2 separate regions of the Oryctolagus cuniculus genome follow, and region 1 is linked to region 2. A link is a contact called in public Hi-C data. All regions are on one chromosome and are shown on one strand. Each heading gives the region's core, a stretch centred on a gene start, on an enhancer-like site or on the middle of the called end of the contact. The rest is flanking DNA. Distances are from core to core; before and after follow the strand shown.

Region 1 (3,065 bases), core at 276-2,775, 110 kb after region 2:
GTGGTCCACGGCGCTGACCTTGAGCACGTGGGTGTCCTGGGTCTCACGGTCCAGCGCGCGGGCGGTGGTCACAGCCCCCGTGGCCGAGTCAATGAGGAAGTAGGCGATGGAGCGCTCATCGAACAGAGCCTCCATCTGGTAGCTCAGGCGCCCGGCCTCGCCCTCGTCGGGGTCCTGAGCGCGCAGCTCAATCACGGCCGTGCCCGCCGGCTCGTTCTCCGGCACTGACACTTGGTAGCTGGGCAGCGGGAACTGCGGGCTCGCGCTGCCGCCCGCGCCCCGCCGGGCCCGTCGGGAGCCCCCGGTCCCGGCCCGGGCCAGGCTTGGCGACGCCGACGGCGCCCGCGCGGCCGCCTCCAAAGCCAGCTCCACCCGGACAGAGCCGGCCGCGCGCCGGAGGGCGCACAGCAGGAGCAGGCGGGCGGAGCCGCCGGGCGGCAGGCAGAGGCGGCGGCGCGGGCAAAGGGACCCGGGGTGCGGCGGGCAGCGGCAGGCGGGGAAGGTGGTCAGGGCCGCGAGTGCCCAGTGAAGCGTGGCCGCGCCGCCGTCGCCCGCGGCCGGGAAGCAGTGAGCCCCGCCGGGCCCGGCCCCCGAGAGCACGGCCTGAGCGCGCAGCTCTGCGCCCGGGGCCCGACGGCGCCTTAGCCGGGCGCGGCAGCCAGGGCCGAGGGCTCGCGCCCGCAGGCGCAAGTTCAGCACGGCCGGAGCGCCGCGGGCGGCCAGGCGGACCTGCAGCGGCAGCAGGCGCACTCCGAGGCGCGCGCAGCCGCGGGGTCCGGGGCCCGGCCGGCTCCGCCGCCCGACCAGCCGCCCGTCGCGGCTCACGTCCAGCATCTCCTGCAGCTCGCGGGGCGTGCGCGCGGCGTCCAGTGCGTAGGTCCAGCCGGGCCCGAGGGCAAAGGCGCGAGCCCCGCCGGGCACGCGCAGCTCCCAGGCGGCCGCTCGCAGCCCCATTGCCGGCAGGGCGGCGGCGGCGGCCAGGAGCACCAGCAAGGGCAGCACGGGCGGCGGGGACGGCGCCATGGCCGGGAGCCCGAGCCCGAGCCGGGCCCCCGAGCACAATCCATGCACCCGGCGCGCCTCCGCATCCACTCGGCGCGACCGGGGGGCGGCTCCCGCGCGCCCGGCGCCAGGCCCTCGGGGCGGCCCGCGCCCCGCCTCCCCGGGGGCCCTGGCGGGGACACCGGGGGCCGAGCGCCCGGCCTCCCCCGCAGCTTCCACTTCGAGAGCACTTTGCGAAAGTTTGCCAAGTTCGTTTCAAGATGGCTCCTCCGCGCGTCCCGGGAGTGCGCCGCGCATCAACCTGCAGCGGCGGCGGCGGCGGCTCCAGGCGGCTCCAGGTGGCTCCGGCGCGGGCTCGGCGGGGCGGGCGTGGGAAGCGGGCGGGAGCGGGGCGGGGCGGGGGCTGCGCTCCCCAAGCCGGCTGGGCCGCTCCGCGCAACGCGGACCCCCGTGGCCGGCTGCTGCCTGGGCGGTGCGACCGGCTTGCGCCCCCTCCACCCGCGCTCTCCCCGCCCCCGGCTCGGCACCGCCCCGCCCCCGGCCCAGCACTTCATTGTTCGGCCCCGGGGGGAGCCGGCCCGAGGTGCGCGCCGGGTTGATCGCTATGGAAACGCGGGGGCGCGGCCGGGGCGGAGGCTGGGGGCCGGGCCCGCTCCCCTGCGGCCTCCCTGGGTGGAGAGGGCCGCGCCAGGAAAGGCGGAGCTGGGGGACCCCCGGTGGCCGCTGCCAGCGGGGCTGCGGCTCCGCGTTCGTCGGGGACTCGGGCTCTGCCACAGCTTCGACCCCCGCCCCGCAGAACCGATCCGCAGAGACCGCCGACTCCCAGCTGCGCGCGCGCGGTGGCTCGGGGCGGGGGCCAGGGAGCCCCCGGTAAGAGGCCGGTGGCCGCGGGGGGCGATTTCGCTTTTACTGCCGAACGCGCCGAGGCTGAAAAGCCGCTTCGCTCCGACACGCGCGCTTCCCCGGACTTTGAAACCCAGCAGGCCGCCGCCTGCACTCGGTCCCGCTTGGATGAAAGCGGAACTTTTAAATGGAAAGGAAAAGCACCTGGCGGACGTTGGGACTTGGAGGGGGAGCGGCGGGAGCGCGGGGCCCGGGCTGCAGCTGCCACCGCCCCGTGCCCCGCGGAGAAGAGCGCGGGGCAGGGGGAGGGGAGGATAGAACCTTTGGGACAGCGAGGCCCGTCCCCCGGCTCCGGAAGAGCGCGGCCTGGGCAGGGGGCTTCCGGAGCGAGCTCGCTGTGCCCGTGGGAGCTGCCCAGTGCCTGGGAGCGAGAGCAGGGGGCGCTCCCGCTGGAAGAAGGCGCCTCCGTGGCGGGGAGAGGCTTTTTGACCAAGGAGGGTCGGTCCTAGCCCAGGGCAACGAATGGGGCCCGGGGCGCAGGAGTTTGGGGACCCACGTCATCCACCTGGCCCATCCTGCCCCAAGTCCCTGAGATGGGTGTCTTGTCTTCTGCCAGTGAGTGTGAGACCTGAAGTCAGCCTCACCTTGGGAACTTCCAGCCCTGGGGGTCCCCACTGGCAGCTCCTGTTGGCAGAAGTGGGTGGAGAGCGCAGGGAGGGGCCAGTCAGCGCCCTAAGGTAACGGGACCCCAGCAGGTGCTGGGAGCCTCCCTCCGCCCCTCCGCCCCTCCGCCCCTCCACCCCTCCACCCCTCTTGGGGCTTTGCCTGAGGAACTGGATCAGAGGGCGGAGTTGAGGGCTTGGAGGACACCCTGGTGAGGGCTCTGGAACCAGAGAGACCCCCCCCCCCCTTATTTGCTATAGAGCTTTAAATAGGGTGGGTTGGGCTTAAGTAAACAATGCAAATGCCGGGACTGGGCTCAGGTGTGGGCACGCTTTCCTGGAATAAGACACCTGTGGGCTGCGCGCAAACCACAGGTTTCCTGGTCCCGAGGGCGAGCGGGCGGAGCTCAAGGAAGGCTCACACAGCCGGTTAGCCAGGGGCCCAGAGACTGGAAGACGATTCCGTGCACATACGTGTCCCCGGAAGCCCAGCCCCAGCACCCCACTTAGTGCACGCAAGCGCTCCAAGGATGAGGAAACACGGGACGGGGTGTTCTC
Region 2 (3,450 bases), core at 308-2,807:
GCCCACTGCTGAGCACTCAGAGTGGGGGAGGAGCCACACTTGAGACAAGACCTTGGGCACGACCGCTGCGCCTGTGGGCGGCCCTGGTCTCTGCAGAGCTCTATGGATGGGCTCGTGGGCCAAGTTAGGGGAACCTCGTGGTTTCTTTGTTCTCTCCCCCTCTATCTCACACACACACACGCCACCACTGTTTGTCTTAGTACCACCCCAAGTGGCTGGAACTCTGGGGAAGCCCGTTTGCCTGGTGGTGATGTGCCATGGAGTTAGCACGAGGTGGGATCCGAGAGAGAGAGCGGAGGCCCCCTCTTAATGGTGTGTGCAGCCCAGGCTCCTCCCACCCCAGCCTGTGAGTGCCTGAAGCAGACCCAGTACGTGCTGCAGAGGTCTCGACAGCTGCCGCGCACTCACAGGCGGGCCAGGGCCAGGGCACTACACGTGTCTCCTGCTGTGGAAACAAATGACGCTGCAGGGAGAGGCCATGCTTGAAATGCCCACTGAGAGTTTGCTGTGAAGTTAACCTGGCGCACAGAACCAGGAGGGTGCCAGGAGCTGACGGGCAGATTCCAGCCAGACAGCCCCAGTGTGGGCAGCGGGCAAGGAACGTGGGGGCCGACGTTTCCAGCAAGAAGTAAGAGGAACCTGGTGGGGATTTTAAAGCTTAATATATTCAAGCAAAGCACTGGATGGGTTCAAGGGCAGAGAGACTTGGCCTGCAGAAGACTGAGCACTGGAAACCATGGGCCGAGGAGCCAGGAGGAGCCAGGAGCCGAGCCCCGAAGGCCTGACGTGTGTCACTGAGCACCAGCCAGAGTCATGCAGCAAAAAAGCTCAGATAGTGGCTGCAAACTCGGTGACAGACATGAGTTCAGGCGTGTCAGGAAATGCTTAAGAGCGTCGCGTAGCAGAGCCCACAAAGGCCCACGGTGCCCCTCTGTGCTGCCCAGGGAGGGCGTGAGGAAGCAGAGACCAGCAAGGCAGAAGTACAAATTCAAAAAATCTTAATTTATTGTAGATTCTTTTCTCGTGGTGGTGTCATTCCAGTGTTCTGAACATTAATAAATACACGTTAAAAACCTCCAGTGTCTGCTTTCTCTTATAAAGTCTTTAGTCATAAAAACAGCCCAGGCTTTTCCTGTCGGTGGAACTGACCATTGTTTTTTTGATAACAGTGCCCATCAGATTAAGAACTGCTCGGAGGGCGAGATCCGCACACGGGGCTGGGGACTGCTCGGACCACGGGCACTCAGGTCTCAGGAGTCACCTGCGGAGACCTCCTCTGTGTTGGCAGCCACTCGCCCGGTAAGGCACATGGATGGCTTGGAGGGGGGTGGGGGGGTATTAAACTGTCTTCAGTGACGTGTAGCCGTCTCCAGTGTCTGGAAACCGCTTGTCCACCGCTTGGGCACTGACATGAAGAACAAAGGAAACGCTGAAATGAATGCAGGGTCTGAGTAATCCTGGGCCCTGTTCCACAGCCCCTCGGGCCACGCTGTGGACAGCGGCCCTCACTGTGAGTCTCCAGGAACAGTCTGGGAGGCGCTGAAAAGCACGGCTGTGCCTTTGTCCTCTGCATAATCGGGCATTTGAGGCACAACGATGTCATTGGTCAACTCGGGGGGTGGGGCCTCAGCTAGGAAACTGGCAGGAAAGAATGTGACACCCTGAAGCCCTCGTGCCTCCGTCTGCGTCGGGAACGCGTGAATGCTGTCTGATCCCTGGAGCAGGAGCCGGGAACAAAGGCGTCTCCCACCTGCAATGCTGCGCTCCTGGGAACGGCTCCAGGGAGGCCTCCACCCTGGACCTGGAGTGGGCCCGGCCATGGCGCCTGCACAGCGACAGCTGTGCTGCTGCTGTGTCCCTGGTGACAGCCGGGCTCCTGGGACTCCCTGTCTGGGAGAAGCACTGGCCCCAAAGCAGATGCCGTGCATCTGGGAGGCCAGCGGTCAGGGCACGGCTTCTGGCTCACTGGTGAAAGCTGGAGACGGCTGATGCCACCGACTACACCATGACCTGCTGGGAACCTGGCAGCAGCCACACCATGCCAGTTCATGCTCCACACTCCCGGTATCCACAGTCCGTACCAATGCAGAGTCCCATGCAAACAACAGTATATCTGCACCTTTTCAACGTTAACGGATTTGCTTTCAAACCAGAGTCTGGGCTTCTGGCCAAGGGCCGGTGCTGTGGGAAGAGGCCTGTGTCTTCAGGCTGTGCCTGGCGAGCTGGCAGGCTGGGCCAGTGGCAGGGCTCTGGCCGTGTGCTGTCCAAGGATGCCTCCCTCCCTTGGGGCCTCTGGCATTTGGCACTTGCCACAGGGTCTGATGGGCCCCAAGCCTCTGGAGGGACTCCAGACACGAAGCTGCCACTGCAGGACCCCCACGCCCAGGGCCTTCCCTCTTGGAGAGCAGCCCCTTGGGCTGCGCGGCAAGGGCAGGACGACGCGGTGGCCCGTGGGAAGGGACTGCCTCACCGGTTCCTGATGGTTCAAATTGAAGTTTCATTACTGCCTCTGTGCGTGGGAAGAAGCCACCAGGCAGGTGGAGGATCAGTGAGGACGGGGAGCTGAGGGGGCTAAGGTCTTTTGGGGCAGAGCCCATCGCTCGGGTGAGGGCAAACTTAGCTAGATGGCGGGGTGGGGGTGGGGGTGCTGCAGTGCTGACCCCGGGCCCACCGTGTGGAGCAAGTGGTATCCAGGAAAGCGAAGTCCATCTTCAGCTGACTCACGGGCCGTTCTAGGGGACCTGGCCCCAGCTCCAGGCTGCAGCTGGGCGCTCTGCCAGCCTCGGTTCCCTTAGCTCAAGATGGGCTAGCAGTGACCCCGGGCCCGCCTGCCACACACGGCCGTCGGCCCCAGGAGCTGGCTGCTCAGGGCAGTGTAGGCTCCGTCTGAACCCAGCTGCAGCCTGCTGGGCTGTGGGTGCTGTCTTGGGATGGGGGAGGGCCAGGTCCCTGCCTCCCTGGAGGCTGTGGCTACTTACTCAGAATCAGAGCCTTCAGCCTGGGCGCTCCCCACGCACACGGTCATGGCCACCCCATTGAGGTGCTCACGCCCTGGCTCCCTCCGCGGGGTCTTGATGGTGACGGCGCAGTCAGGGGCGCGGCTGCTGTCGGCAGAGCCCGGGGAGGACGTGCGTGAGGACTCGGGGCTCTGCTCGCAGTCGGCCAGCTTCTCCCGCAGCCGGCACTTGAGGGGCTGCTCGGGCAGTGGCGGGGGGTAGGTGACTTTGTTTTTTAAGATGCCTGAGAGGAGAGAGAGAGAGGCGCAGCAGTCTCAGCGGGGTGGCCCTCGCGCAGCTGAGCCAGCCAGGTCCCCCACAGGACCCATGCCCTGGGTCCCCAGGTACCTTTCCTCTGTTCTGGGGGCTGACTGCTAGGCAGGGAGGGCTTGGCTGGACCCCTGCTGTCCGGCTCCTCCTGGTGCAGCTCCACGCTGACCTTGGTCTCCACCCT

The links. A called contact is a pair of places that touch in the nucleus more often than the background predicts.
Region 1: a contact with region 2 is called in a Hi-C map of an unstated tissue, with 5 times the contacts expected there. The contact joins the promoter of CELSR1 here to the enhancer-like site in region 2. A contact is called at or near these places in 2 of 6 Hi-C or Micro-C datasets (ear pinna and an unstated tissue).

The regions. Positions count from the first base shown.
Region 1 is chr11:121,036,513-121,039,577 of mOryCun1.1, forward strand. It overlaps CELSR1 (cadherin EGF LAG seven-pass G-type receptor 1), which reads right to left and starts at 1,526. Exons shown (of 35, transcript XM_051828136.2): 1 at 1-1,526. The coding sequence starts at 1,023.
Region 2 is chr11:120,922,999-120,926,448 of mOryCun1.1, forward strand. TRMU (tRNA mitochondrial 2-thiouridylase) reads left to right here. Exons shown (of 11, transcript XM_051828164.2): 11 at 1,170-1,353. The coding sequence ends at 1,184. CELSR1 (cadherin EGF LAG seven-pass G-type receptor 1) reads right to left here. Exons shown (of 35, transcript XM_051828136.2): 33 at 3,345-3,450; 34 at 2,979-3,240; 35 at 982-2,476. The coding sequence ends at 2,467. Among named protein-coding and RNA genes, the nearest start is that of TRMU, 19 kb to the left of the region's middle. Within about 2 kb of position 1,558, at least 1 of the 8 cell types and tissues checked has an H3K27ac peak or open chromatin away from gene starts, as enhancers often do.